2 separate regions of the Mus musculus genome follow, and region 1 is linked to region 2. Evidence: chromatin contacts called from public HiChIP or PLAC-seq data. All regions are on one chromosome and are shown on one strand. The core of a region is the stretch at or near the end of the contact, and the rest is flanking DNA. Distances in the headings are between cores, read along the strand shown. Region 1 has its middle 26 kb from the start of Crb2. Region 2 holds the start of Rc3h2 (ring finger and CCCH-type zinc finger domains 2).

What was found. HiChIP or PLAC-seq counts read pairs in DNA pulled down with a chosen protein or histone mark.
Region 1: an H3K4me3 HiChIP or PLAC-seq map of pro-B cells shows a contact between it and region 2, with 2.7 times the contacts expected there. The contact joins the enhancer-like site here to the promoter of Rc3h2 in region 2. A contact is called at or near these places in 8 of 39 promoter capture datasets (the 3T3-L1 cell line, 3T3-L1-derived adipocytes, the C10 cell line and 4 more), 7 of 115 datasets of contacts at active chromatin or transcription factors (embryonic basal ganglia, embryonic brain, embryonic limb bud and 3 more) and 2 of 9 other capture datasets (adipose tissue and liver).

What each region holds. Positions count from the first base shown.
Region 1 is chr2:37,746,681-37,753,064 of GRCm38.p6, reverse strand. No RefSeq gene overlaps it. Among named protein-coding and RNA genes, the nearest start is that of Crb2, 26 kb to the left of the region's middle. Within about 2 kb of position 3,559, at least 79 of the 459 cell types and tissues checked have an H3K27ac peak or open chromatin away from gene starts, as enhancers often do. A contact at or near this core is called in adipose tissue, neural stem cells and pro-B cells, where this site is marked.
Region 2 is chr2:37,421,593-37,428,346 of GRCm38.p6, reverse strand. It overlaps Rc3h2 (ring finger and CCCH-type zinc finger domains 2), which reads left to right and starts at 5,444. Exons shown (of 22, transcript NM_001100591.1): 1 at 5,444-5,580. Zbtb6 (zinc finger and BTB domain containing 6) reads left to right here. Exons shown (of 2, transcript NM_146253.5): 2 at 1-2,847.

The DNA.
Region 1 (6,384 bases), core at 2,310-4,809, 330 kb before region 2:
GGAGATCTGGTAGTGGTAGGAACAGATGAGCCAGGGCTTCCCTCGGCCCCATGATACACACTTCCTCTTTGTTGCTGCTTTTAGATCTTAGTTTCCAAAGCCAACAGGTAGGCTTGAGCCTTCTTGTTGAGTTGATCATATTCTCCCCTGTGGTTGTCTCTGTCATGGCCCCTCCCCTGAAGACCTGAACTGCAGGCCACTGGAAGCCAGGTTCCTTCTCTGGTTCCTTTTCCTCTGATCACACAGGGATCCACATTCTAAAGCTAGTCAGCACCGGAGATCCTACCTCACTCCCCTCCTGTCAGCTTCCTCTCCTCCCAACAGTTTGAATCCATTGCACTCCAGCAGTCCCTGAGATATCTAACCACAACACAAGGACTTTCAGTGTCGCCCATGCTGGATTTATAGGTAAAGTGTTTACGATTCACAGTACAAACCAGGACATGTCTGAATGTGAAAGGATGCTACTAGTAATTGTGAATTAATTCTGCCAGCAGCACAGTGCAAGGCCAGGCAGACAGAGTCATGGTCACTCCAATTCATCAGAAGGATGGGAAAATGTGCAGAGTCTTGACAACTTGATGGCTGGTAGAATTGTGGCGAATCTGACAGCAAGTTTAGGGAAGACTAGAACTTGTGGTGCTAACGGCCTAGATTATGGATTCCAATGTCCCAATTCGGAGCTAAGAGGAGTCAGAGAGTCCTGGAAAAATCATGGATGATTTGAAGCAAGTAGAACAGGGAAGCAAAAGCCTTGCAACTTTGCCATTGCTGTGTTCATGACAGGCATTACTAATGGATCACAGTCCCTTCTTTCCCACCACCTTGATTCAAGATCACAGCTCTCAGTATAGTGCTCTGGAATTTAGGACTCATAAATATTATCAATCCGTTATTGGGTGCCAGGATATAGATTCAAGGGAGACTAACTTTCTCTTGTGGTTAGAAGCCTAGAATTTTTCACAAAGATGTGGTGTGGGTGATTAGGCTGGGCTGGCTGGCTAGCAAGTCCAGGATCCTCTGCCTCCCTAGTGTTGTGATTACAAGCACTTCATCATTCCCAGCTTCCTACATGGACTCTAGGGATCAAACTCAGGTTTTCAAGTGTGTGTGGCAGACACCTTATCCACTGAGCTATTTTCCCAGGCTCTAGAAGCCTGGCCTTTGAAAGGAATAATCTGTGTGCTCTTCTCTAGGCAATAGGAAGCCACTGGAGGATGTGAAGGGGCAGTGAACCAACTGTTAGGAAAGGGCAGAGCAGGAACTGGAGCAGAGAAATCAGTGAGGAGCATTCTTGTGTCTAAATGCCAAGCGGTCAGAAGACCAAGGTGTGGGCAAAGAGGAGAACACAGCAAGGATGGCTTGCAGTTTCTGGTTTTTGTTTGTCCATTTGGGTTTTTTTATTTGTTTTTGTTTGTTTTTATTTTGCTTTGTTCTGTTTTGCTTTGTTTTTTGAAACAGGATCTCACCTAACCCAGGCTGACTTTGAACTCTTGATCCTCTTGTCTCCACCTCCCAAGTGTTGGGATTGCAGGTGTGCACCACCACACCAAGTTTAATCAGTCCTGGGGATCAAACCCATATCTTGTGAATGCTAGAGATGCACTCTTCCAGTAGAGCTATAACTCCATCCTGTTTCTGGGTCTCTCAGCTGGGTTCTGGGATGGCGCCTTCAGCTAGGCAGGCATCATACATTGGATATCCTGATAAGAACCTTCAGCCTGGGTACTCACCACACTAAGACTATGCCCTCAAAGGAAGACAGGTCCAACTGGTTTGGTGGGGTTGACCAGCACAACTGAGAGCCTGGAAAATTCTGCAGAGGAAATTAACTCTCTGAATATCTTTTCCTCTCTGCAAAGGAGGGCAGGGTTCCTCCCCCAAACTAAGAAATAGAGAAAAGGGGTCCAGGGGTCCTACTGAGCTCTTGGTAGTTTATGAAGTGACCTCATGAGGAAAACACTAATATGTCATCCATTTCCTAGTGAGATTTCTATTCAGTTGTGAGCGGCCATGTGTCCCAAAGTCACCGGAAGTGGGGTCTCAGTGAGGCAGTGCTGGTGAGAGTCCCTTGGGTCCTGGCTCCTGGGAGTGACTTTAAAGGGCAGAAGAGCTTGAAAGCTTCAGGCTTGAAGGCTTCTGTCTTGGAGCTGAAGGGATTTGCTGAGGGGCTAGCTGAGGATTAACTGGAAGGTATTGCTGGCCTGGAGAGGAACCCCAGCGACCTGAGGAAGCTTCACCTACTTCCTCCAGGGAAACCAGGACCTTCTGGACAGGTGTCAGAGGGATAGACGGTTCCTTCTACTCCGGTCCCAGGGGGTAGGCAGGTGCGCACATTCATGCATGTGCATGTTCCTGTGTGAATGTGCATGTATGTGTTGGTGTGTGTGTGTGAGGCTCTGTCTATGTGGGGATAGGGGGCTGTGGGTATAGGTGTGGTATCACACATAAAAGTTTAAAACACCACACCTTAAGCAAAACTATTATTATTATTATTATTATTATTATTATTATTATTATTTAGATGGGATTTCTCTGTGTAGCTCTGGCTGTCTTAGAACTCACTCTGCAGACCAGGCTGGCCTTGAACTCACCAAGATCTGCCTGCCTCTGTCTCCTGAGTATGGGGATTAAAGGTACAAGCTACCACTCCCCAGCAAAACAATTGCCAAAACAAGTGTCTGAGAGTTTTAATCTGTAAGTTTTAAAGTGGGCAAAGGTATCAGCAGAGGTTCCTGGTGCCTGGAGAGGTGACAAAGTCCACTTGGTGACTGTGATGGCTATTCCTGGTTGTCAACTTGACTACGTCTGGAATAAACTACAATTGAGAAATGGAGGGCACACCATCCATTGCGACTGAAAGACACAGGCTTCTAACCAGATCTTGACATGGAGATCTTGAAGCATAGTGGCCATAAAAAGGTTAGTCCCAGGCAAAGTAGTACATGCCTGGGAAACTGAAGCAAGCAGATCTCTGAGTTCAAGGTCAGCCTGGGACAAAGCAAGTTCCAGATCCAGGTGTGGTGGTACACACTTTTAATCTGAGCCACCTCAGATTAACCTTTTATTGGAGGCTACATAAGGACACTGGGAGAAGGAAGATTCTCTTCTTTGCTTTCCTGCACTTACTTTGCCAGCACATCTGTTGGAATCTACTTCTTCAGGATTCTAGCTTATACAGAAAAGCAGCTGAAACACCTAGCCTCGTGGGACCGAGCAACTACTAGACTCTTGCATTTCCATTCATAGCTGCCCATTGTTAGGTTAGTTGGACTGCAGACTGTAAATCATTACAACAAATTCCCTTACTATATAGATACATTCCATTAGTTCTGTGACTCCAGAGAACCCTGACTAATACAGTGACTATTAGAAGAAAACTATGTCTGAGTCTTGTGGGGAACCACTCTATAAGCTATTCGCCACAGGAACACAGAAGACGCTAGGATCGGCAAGGAGGTGACTGCTAGTAATAAAACAGGAAGAGGCTGCGTGGAGTGGTATGTGAATAATGTGGCACTGCCTCACCGTGTGCTCTTGCCTACACGGTCTTGAGAGTCATAGCTACAGGACATAAGTCCCATGGGCAATATGAGTCACTGTGAGGTTGGTTGGTTTAGGGCTCAGATCCATGCCAGGCCCTCTGGATGTTGTTGTGAGTTATGTGGAAGCCTTCCCTTCCAAGAGCAAACTTAACTCTTAGAACCCATGCTGTAAGTGAGCTGTTCTGGTGGAGGGAGCAGGTTGTAAGCCTGTGCCCAAGCCTGACAACCACCTCCCAGCACAGTAAGAAGGCAGAACAGAACCGAGTCCACATAGCTGTAAAGGAAGCAGGGTCTCAGAACCACAGCAGTTCATGGTCAAGTGTCTGAGGATTCCTGGGGACTGCGTCTGCAAGCTCTGAGCCCTGAGGAGCATCCTTGCCCAGAGGGGTCAACGAGGAGAAGGGAACACTTCTAAAACTGCACCCTATACCAGGAGCTACACTGCAGGCAAGCAGTCAGGTCTGGGACTCTGCAGAGAGACCCCTGGGCAGGAATGAGCACAAGGGAGTGACAGGGGACACAGACGTACGGAGAAGAGAGGCTTGAGGAACTCGGAGCCTTGGAGAAGCTGGCCTAAGGAAAGGGAGAGTCAGAACCGGGGTGGGGTGGGGGAGCTCCACAGCTGCAGACCCAGGCCTGCTCAGGACCAGGCCCTCCTCTGGCAGCTGACCACTGTGGGGAATCTAATGCCTCTGAGACAGCCCAGGTGGGCAGCAGATCAAGTTTACCTCTCTGTTTCCTTTATCCTTTCCTCCTGGCCTTGGCTGCTGCTCGGAGCAGCCTGAGCTGCCCTGCAGGCCTTCAGGCCTGAGCTGCCCTCCCGCTCCAGCCCTTTTCCTCATCATTTTACCAGGCTACTCGGCTTCCTTCTTCCCAGGCTCTTGCCAAGTCCTTCCTGGCTCCCTGCCCTCTACTCTTAGAGGCACAGAGGCCTGTCTGCAGATGAAGCCAGGCTAGCCCTGGGACCCTTCCCACCTTCATCTGACTGACGGTCACACCCAGTTGTGACCCAAGGCTTTATGGTGCCCATAGATTCCAAGCCCCTCCTCCCTTGGATCGTAGTAATGTCGTTAACCCACCCCACAGTTTCAGTCGGCACATTCCAGCCCAGTTGGAGTTGCAGGCACTTGGAGGATTTTTTGATGGGGGAGGTTCTCTGAACCTCAGCTTACCCTTCCTTCATTTATCAGCTTGGCCTTCCTTCCCTGCCCAGTTCAAATGCATGTGCTCAAATCTCCATCTCATATACCATGGAAGGACAGAGCTAGTCTGAGTATTTTGGAGAGTTCTGGAATAGCCTGCATTTTCACACCCCTCCTCCCCTTTGCACTGAAGCTGTTAAATTCATTTAGTGTCTGGGTTGGCGGCTGACCTGGACCTGATGTTTCATTCTTCCTGAGTTCTGAGACCTGGGTCTCAGCCAACACCCTCTCCCGTCTGCTCCCAAACCCACTGTGAAAGGTATTTGTGCATGAGGCAGCAGAGGCAGACTTAGACAAGTCATGGGGATGCTTCTTTTAAGAGATAAATTCACACAACTTCAAAGGCTCCTTGGACTATCCTGCTTTAAAAGGTTCCTTTGACAGCCCACCCCTGGGAAGCTTTCACAAGCCCCTTTATCTCACAGGCACCACAGTTCTCCAGCTTCCTTCTGTCCCTTCCCTTCATCTTCCTTTTTTCACCTTTCTGCCCTGAGAAGCAAAATCCTCCAGAGCTTTGCCCAGATGTCCTTCCTCGGTTCTGTGAACCTCACCCTGCATCTTATCAGTTGTGTAATCAGAGGAGAGTTACCTAATCTCTCTGGACCTCAATTGTATCTGCAAACTTAGATATGAAGATATATCTAAAATAATAGATACATATTATGGAAATAAAGGTAGTGGGGCTGGAGGGGAGACTTGGAGGATAAAGTGATTGCCAAACAAGTACAAGGTCCTCAGTTTAGATACACAGAAATTGGAATTCAAAATGCCAGAACATGTCTGCAATCCCAGTGCTCCTATGGTGAGATGGGAGACAGGTCATGGGCCAGATAGGCCTGGTATACAGTGGCCAGCAACAAAGGACAATGTCTTAGCCACTCTTCTACTGCAATGAAGACACACCATGACTATGGCAACCCTTACAAAAGAAAGCATTTAACTGGGGGCTGGCTTACAGTTTCAAAGGCTTAGTCCATTGTCTTTATGGAAGGAAGCATGGCAGTATATAGGCAGTCACAGTGCTTTCATCAGCAAGCAGAGAGAAAAAGAGAAATCCTGGGCCTGGCATGGGCCTTTTAAATCAGAAAGCTGGATGGGGCTTTTGCACTGGTGTTTTGCTTACATTTATGTCTGTGTGAGGGGGTCAGATCTTGGAGTTATGCAACGAGTTGTGATGCTGGGAACTGAACCTGGATCTTCTGGAAGAGCAGCCAGTGTGCTCTTACTACTGAGCCATAAGGAGTGCTTTTCTCAGTAAGCTCTCTCTATGTCTGTTCCTGACCGTATGCCCCAATACGGTTATTTGCACCAGCACAAGTAGCCTGGAACTAGGTAGCATCTGAACTCACAACTGTGACTGGGCACCTCTGTGCATGTTTTCCTGTCACTCTCTGAAGCCTCCTTCCCTTTCTGCCATGTGGCCACTTGCCAATTTCCTCTGCAAAGGGCATGGCTTGCTTTCTTCCTTTTCTCCATCTCCCTTCTCCAGGCAGCTGCCAAGATTTATAGCATGTCTGCCCTCAAAACCCCAATAAAATTGTCCTTGAGCTTAAAAGAGTCCTGGCAGCTCACCTGCCTCAGCACTCAGGAGGCAGAAACAGGGGTCACTAGGGCAACCTGGCTAACTAGACTAGCCA
Region 2 (6,754 bases), core at 4,195-6,694:
AAGCATAGTGTTGCACATCGCTATTAATATTGAAAGCAGATAGGACTAGCAGTTTTTTTTTTTTTTAATTTAACCAGTGTTCTTGATTTATAACCAGAACACCAAGGTACTGTCTTAAAACTAAAGGAGCACAATTCAAATTCACATGGGGCCAGCAAAATGTCTTTAGAAATACATTACTTAAATGTCCAAAAGAATATGTGATTAGACCCTTTTCCTGATTATATATATTGTAGCCTCCCTCAGCCTTGAAGCAGGCTGATCCAGACTTTGACCTTGCTGCCACTAAGAAGGAGAGGCTAGAGCCTTCTGACCTTGATGGCTCTATTTGCTCTTCTCCAAGACTGCTTCCTGCTGAAAGGTCTTTGAGACCGTCCGACCTGTAGATCACCTACTGGCTGGCTCCAGGCACCAAGAATGGGCTGGCAGGGAATGGGCCTACCCTCTTTATAAGCATGGACTCTCAGTAAACTTCAGAGGCTTTGAACAGAAAGGTTTGTCTTGGCCTAGTTCTTTTCTTGCCTCTGGTCTCTTTCAGCCCCAGCACGCCTTTCAGGGGAACCCAGTTCTCGTTCAGCAGGCGGCTACAATATATAACATGGTTGGATTAAGAACTCTGGCCAATGCAAGTATTTTCTTAAATTGACAATTTTCTTAGATTGGCAAGTTACTTTTCTTAAATAGTCCACTTTCATCAAAGACATTGTTACACTGTTTACTTAGGGTTTCTTTTGGTGTTTGTTTTGGTTTACATGCACTAAAATTGACCTCTGTGGAATTACATTTCTACGAATTTAGTACATATCTAATTGTCTGCAATTGGGACACAGAATAGTTCCACCAGCTTCCAAAATTCCCTTATGCTGCTCTTTTGTAGTCCACCCTTTCTAACTCTAAATTCTACTAAGAGTTCTTCATTAATATAATTTGTTCTAATCTGAGGTGATAATAAAACTGGAATCTTATGTTCCCTTTTGATATTTTTTAACCCCACATAGTGCCATTGAGCTCGATTTATATTTGTGAATATTTGTGTATATTATCAAGTCATTAAGTTTTCATATCTCTTATTTTACTTTTGGCATGATTTGTGCAGCTCGGGCTGGCCTCGAGTTTGCCTTGATTCTTGAGCACTGAGATTATGTCTTTGTTTTGAATTGCCTCTGTATGCATTTTCTTTTCGAGCAGTCATCAGGTGAATAGTTTTAATTTTTAAAAGCTACTAGAATTAGTTATAATGTCTCATTATATGTATGAATATCTGTACATTCAATTTTTTTGTCCTTACAATGAAGAGCAAAATTTACTGCCAGGCAAATCACCTTCTCTGACCACAAGAAGTCACTTTCAAACTGTCCTATTTCTCTACATAACTCAGCTCTGTGTAGAGTTTCTACAGTATTTAAGTTTTATTGACTCTTTTCTATATTTTAACATGTAAAATACTTTGTACTATATAAGAGGTTTGTGAAAATTATGTGGTATTATATATAATTTTTGTGATACTTTTGTGGGAATAATGCTCTACATTGAATTTTTAACTCTGGGAGAGACTTTAAAGAATATAAGTCTCAAAGTCACTTCATAAACCAAGTCACTAATTAATCACATTAAGCAGGTCACCTGTCCTTCAACATTCTTTTTGTTTTTTTTTGTTTTTTTTTGTTTTTTTTTTGTTTTCGAGACAGGGTTTCTCTGTATAGCCCTGGCTGTCCTGGAACTCACTCTGTAGACCAGGCTGGCCTCGAACTCAGAAATCCGCCTGCCTCTGTCCCCTGAGTGCTGGGATTAAAGGTGTGTGCCACCATGCCCCGCAACTTTTCTTAATTTTATATAAAATAACTTTGATCTTCCTAATTTGTAGAGTTATTTCTAAGTAAATTTCTACAAATTTATATTCTTCATGTGAACAGAGGAGACATGTCTTTTCAAACACTGCTATTTGCTATTTGAGTACTCTCTTGGAAACAGAACTTTTTTAAAAGTAAACATTTTGTTCCACTTTATAATGGATTGGTTCAGTGGCTAATTTCCTTTCGCACATAACTTAAGAATGGCCAGTTATAGTTGTGAGCGTATTCCCCTCAGAGAAACAGTTTGTGACTGAAGTGCTTCTCTTATTTTTGCTTCCTGAATTGATTTTTGGAAGGGAGGGTTAGGGATGGGTGGAGTAAACAGTGAGTTCTTGGGGGAAGTGGTATGTACTATACTGGGTGTTCAGAACATTTTGAATGTGTTTTAAGTTTTATTCGTGCCTTGTAAGATTGTTGTAAAATCAAAATTTGTGAGCACTTTGAAAGTTTTGCTTGTGGGGAGGGTGTTTTATAATGTGGTTGTTATTTATATTATTTATTTCCATTACGTGGACAAATTGATCCTAGGAGCTGGGCAAAGTGCACATGCCTATAATTCTAGCACTTGGGAGATAGAGGCAAGAGATTCAGTTCAGGGCCAGCCTTTCTTATATATAGCTAAGTTTTAGGCCAGCCTCATATACAGGAGACATTGTTTTAAGGAAAACAAAATAAAAAAGTAAAACAAAACAAAAACATTCCTGGGAGAGCATCCGCTTGCATGACATTTCTGAAAAATTCAGCAAAGTAGAATCTGTAAAGATATGAAGGTATGACAAAGTAAAGTGTAGCATTTATTCATTTTAAATACTTTTAGCTGTTTGTTTATGTCAGAAAAAGCAGTATATTTGGGTTGAACCTAGTATGTACTGCATTTAAATGTGTAAAAGATCTTGAAAAGGTTGTTACTTTGTTGTAGAGAAAATCCTTTCCTCTTTTCATTGGATGTAATTATGTTTGTATGAAACAATAAACCGGAGGTGGGAATGGAGAACTTTGGGCTTGTGTATTTCTATGAATTTTAAAGGAATCATTTTCTCTTTAGTAATAATGTTTTTTAAAATTATGTGTGTGGGGTTATGTGTACATAAGATTTATTATTATATTTTTAGTTATGTGTATGTGTGGGCATATGCTTGCTAGCAGCTTTGGATCCCCTCCTGGAGCTGCAGTGAAGGCAGCTGTGAGCTGGGAACTGCACTCAGTTGCTGTGCAAGAGTAGTCAGCTACATTAACCACCTGGTAATCTATGAAGCCCAAAGACTCACTCTCTCCTGCCTGTTTAATGTACCACCACCTGGCACATTTCTGTTATTTTCAACTGGACAGTGAAAAGTAGAACTACCTACTGGGGCTGGAGAGATGGCTCAGTGGTTAAGAGCATGGACTGCTCTTCCAAAGGTCCTGAGTTCAAATCCTAGCAACCACATAGTGGCTCACAACCATCCATAATGAGATCTGACGCCCTCTTCTGGTGCATCTGAAGACAGGTACAGTGTACTTATAATAATAAATAAATCTTAAAAAAAAAAAAGAACCTACCTACTGGTTTATATATGTACTAAAAGGTAGATAAACAGATTACCAACTGTCATAGGGCTTGTATTTTAATGGAGGTAGACAAACAATTGTTAAGTTTTTGAAATTAATTTGGAAAAATGCCAGTGATTAAAAAATGATAGGGAAAGCTGGGTCGTGCAGATATCAAGGATCAAGGCCAGCCTGGTCTATAGAGTGATTCCAGGACAGCCAAGACTATACAGGTTTTTGAGCCCTGTCTAAAAAACATAATAGGGAAAGGAAGGTGTGATTGTTAACTTTTAATGTGGTTTTCCATGTTTGGGGAATGTTTCCTGTGTGAAATGGAAAAATATCAAATGGAAGTAGAATGGAAAATGCACACACAGTAGGTTAGGGAACATGTATATATAAAATTACTCATCACTGTCCAGTTGAAAAGAACAGAAATGTGCCAGGTGGTGATGGTGCACACCTTTGAGCCCAGCACTCCAGAGGCAGAGTGAGTTCCAGGAAAGCCAGGGCTACACAAGAAACCCTGTCTTGAAACAAAAACAAAAAGAAAATACCAAAATGTACACCTGATTGTTGGGAAACTTTCTTTTTTGATTAACATAATTGGATGAAATTATGAATAATGAGTTATTAATGTATAGCTGGTGGGGCTGCCAGGTGGTGGTACATGCCTTTAATCCCAGCACTTGGGAAGCAGTCAGATCTCTGCGTTTGAGGCCAGCCTGGTCTACAGAGCTAGTTACAGGCTAGCCAAGGCACCAGAAAACAAAACAAACAACAAACAGGTGGGGCCAATGGATCTTTCACAAAAAAAAACAAAATGCAAAAACTAAAAAGCCGATCTTGTCACACTTGCCAGAAGCTTTGTGTCACTGGAGCTGCAGTTGTAAGCAGTTCAGTCTATGATTCTGCCTGGACCTTTCAATTGCTGGGTTCACAGGGATGCACCATCACATCTGCATTTTTTTTTAAAGATTTATTTATTTATTATATGTAAGTACACTGTAGCTGTCTTCAGACACTCCAGAAGAGGGCATCAGATGTGAGCCACGGTGTGGTTGCTGGGATTTGAATTCAGGAACTTCAGAAGAACAGTCGGTGCTTTTAACCACTGAGCCATCTCGCCAGCCCCACATCTGGATTATAACTCATGTATATTTAAAGCTTCATTAGAGAAATTTCCATATTCTAACTTACATACAGATTATTATCATGGATGTTGCTGAACATTTTGTTTCACATTCAGTTGCACATCATTAGCATAGATTCACAATATTAACCTTTTAGGATTACTTTGATAAATTAACTATAAAACTAAAATGCTTTTAAAATATCAGTTATCATACAGCCTGGCATATTTGTTTATAATTGTTGCTTTTCTCATCCTTATTTTCAGTCTTTCTTCATAATTCCTACCTTACAGGTTGCCATAAGTCCTCTAACAAATATTGAGTTATAATTCCAAAACTTGTAAAATTTGATCCTTCTCACTTTTGAGGCATCTGGGATTTTAGATGAGGTAGGTGGGTTTGCCAAACGTTTTCACTTTGGTCCTGGTTTTTGTAAACTGGAGAATTATTTGCTAATCTGGTTAGTATCTCACTACAAAGAGAGTAAAGTAGACTGTAACATAGATGAAGCAGGTTCTGCTCTATGGATGATAAATTTAACGTTGGCTCAATCTTGCAAGCCTCCTGGTCAAGGCTTAGATGTGCAGGGAGTTTCCCATAAGGCCCTTCGTCTTGCCTAGTCCTCGCATCATCTCCCACAGTACTCTGGGGTTCCTTTGTCATGTGACGAGGGTGGCTTTCTTCTTCAGAGGGAAACTGATGCGCAGTTCTGGTGGCCGGGCCACTACGCTTCCCTTCTGCCCCAACTCCCGGGCTTGCGTAATCTCGCGTGAAGTGAACAGTATCTTCTCGCGAGAGCTAAATCGGGATCCCTCCAGGTCCGCCTCCGTGGTGAGGAGGAGGAGGAGAAGGAGGAGGAGGAGGCGGAGGGAGGGAGGAGGAGGAGGCCCCGTCGCGGCCTTCGCCGCCGCCAACGGGGCTGTCCCTGTAGCTCCCGATGGAGTTTGAGGCCCTGAAACCGCCGCCGAGCTCTGCCCCGGCGAGACGAGGCGCCTCCGTCGCCGAGCCGCGCCGTCGCGGGGCCCCCGGGAGCGGCCCTTAGCGACCCCGCCCGGGCCCCTCAGGTAGGGCGGGGGCGGGCAAGATGCGGCTGGGGCCCTGGCCCGGCTGCCGGGTCCTCAGAGGTGGGGCGGGGAGCTGTCTCTGCCCGGCGGCCTGTGCACGGTGGCCGCCGGTACCCCGAGGGTTGGGAGTCGCGGGCCGCACCTGACACGACAGAGAGGCCCCTCGCTCTGGTAGGGCTTTTTGATGCGAAGCGAAACGCTCAGATGGCCACCTTTCTCCAGCACCGGCTGAAGGGACGCCTCTGACCACTGAGGATCCCACCCGAACAGAGGCCGGCTTCCTTCTTTGCTTAACCCATGTAGGAAGAGGGGCTTTCGAAAAGGTCCCCGAGATCAGGTCCTGTCTTAGCGTTTTCTTTTCAGCCCTTGGGCTTACCGAGACCACAGCGCTGGGATGGAGGCGATCTGAGTGTTGTAAATAGGGACCCTGGCTAAACAATGCCCAGGGAGGGCTTAACCTCCCTGGAGGGAGATGGCTGGACCAGGGGATGTGACTAGGAGCGATGGCATGAAGCACAGCCAGGGAATTCTGCTATAGTTTTCTTTCCCCCTTTCTTATTATTTTCCTTGGGGGAGCCTCATAAGGAGACTCTTCCACCATCTTAGGAGAATGGTAGAAAGCATCTTTGTTTCTAAGAGAAACAGCTGTACTTTTCTGTCGTTAGGAAGGAGATAAGGGTAGCTGTCATTTCCATCCTTGAAATCACCAGAGTTTTTAAGATACTGGCAGACACAGCCTTCAGACCAAAATAGTCTAAAGTAATCACAGACATTAAGTATTCAAATTCAGTGATTCTCAACCTGTTTAGATTTTTGTTTAAGCTCCACCTCGGTTCTTTTTAATCCCACTGTCCTCCTAACCTTAGGACCCTAAGGAATTTCTTCTCATCTTGACCCACTGTAATTAGAGTTGACTTTATATCCCGAATAAAGTGTTAAAAGTGTTTTACAAATCTTCCTGTCATTTTTAGTAGTCAGGCTTTAAAGTTCCAGTAAAAACTTGGAGTTAACCAGAGAAAGCTAATAATGGCACACTAAAGTGATATTATTTGACAGAAGGAAAGAAACGAATGTTCTAGTTGGTGGGTCTAGTCTCTTTGTGGTTAACTTGTATACACAGCCTAAGACTTGGACTCATTAAGAATAGTTTGTAGATTCCTGTTTTTACCTTTTA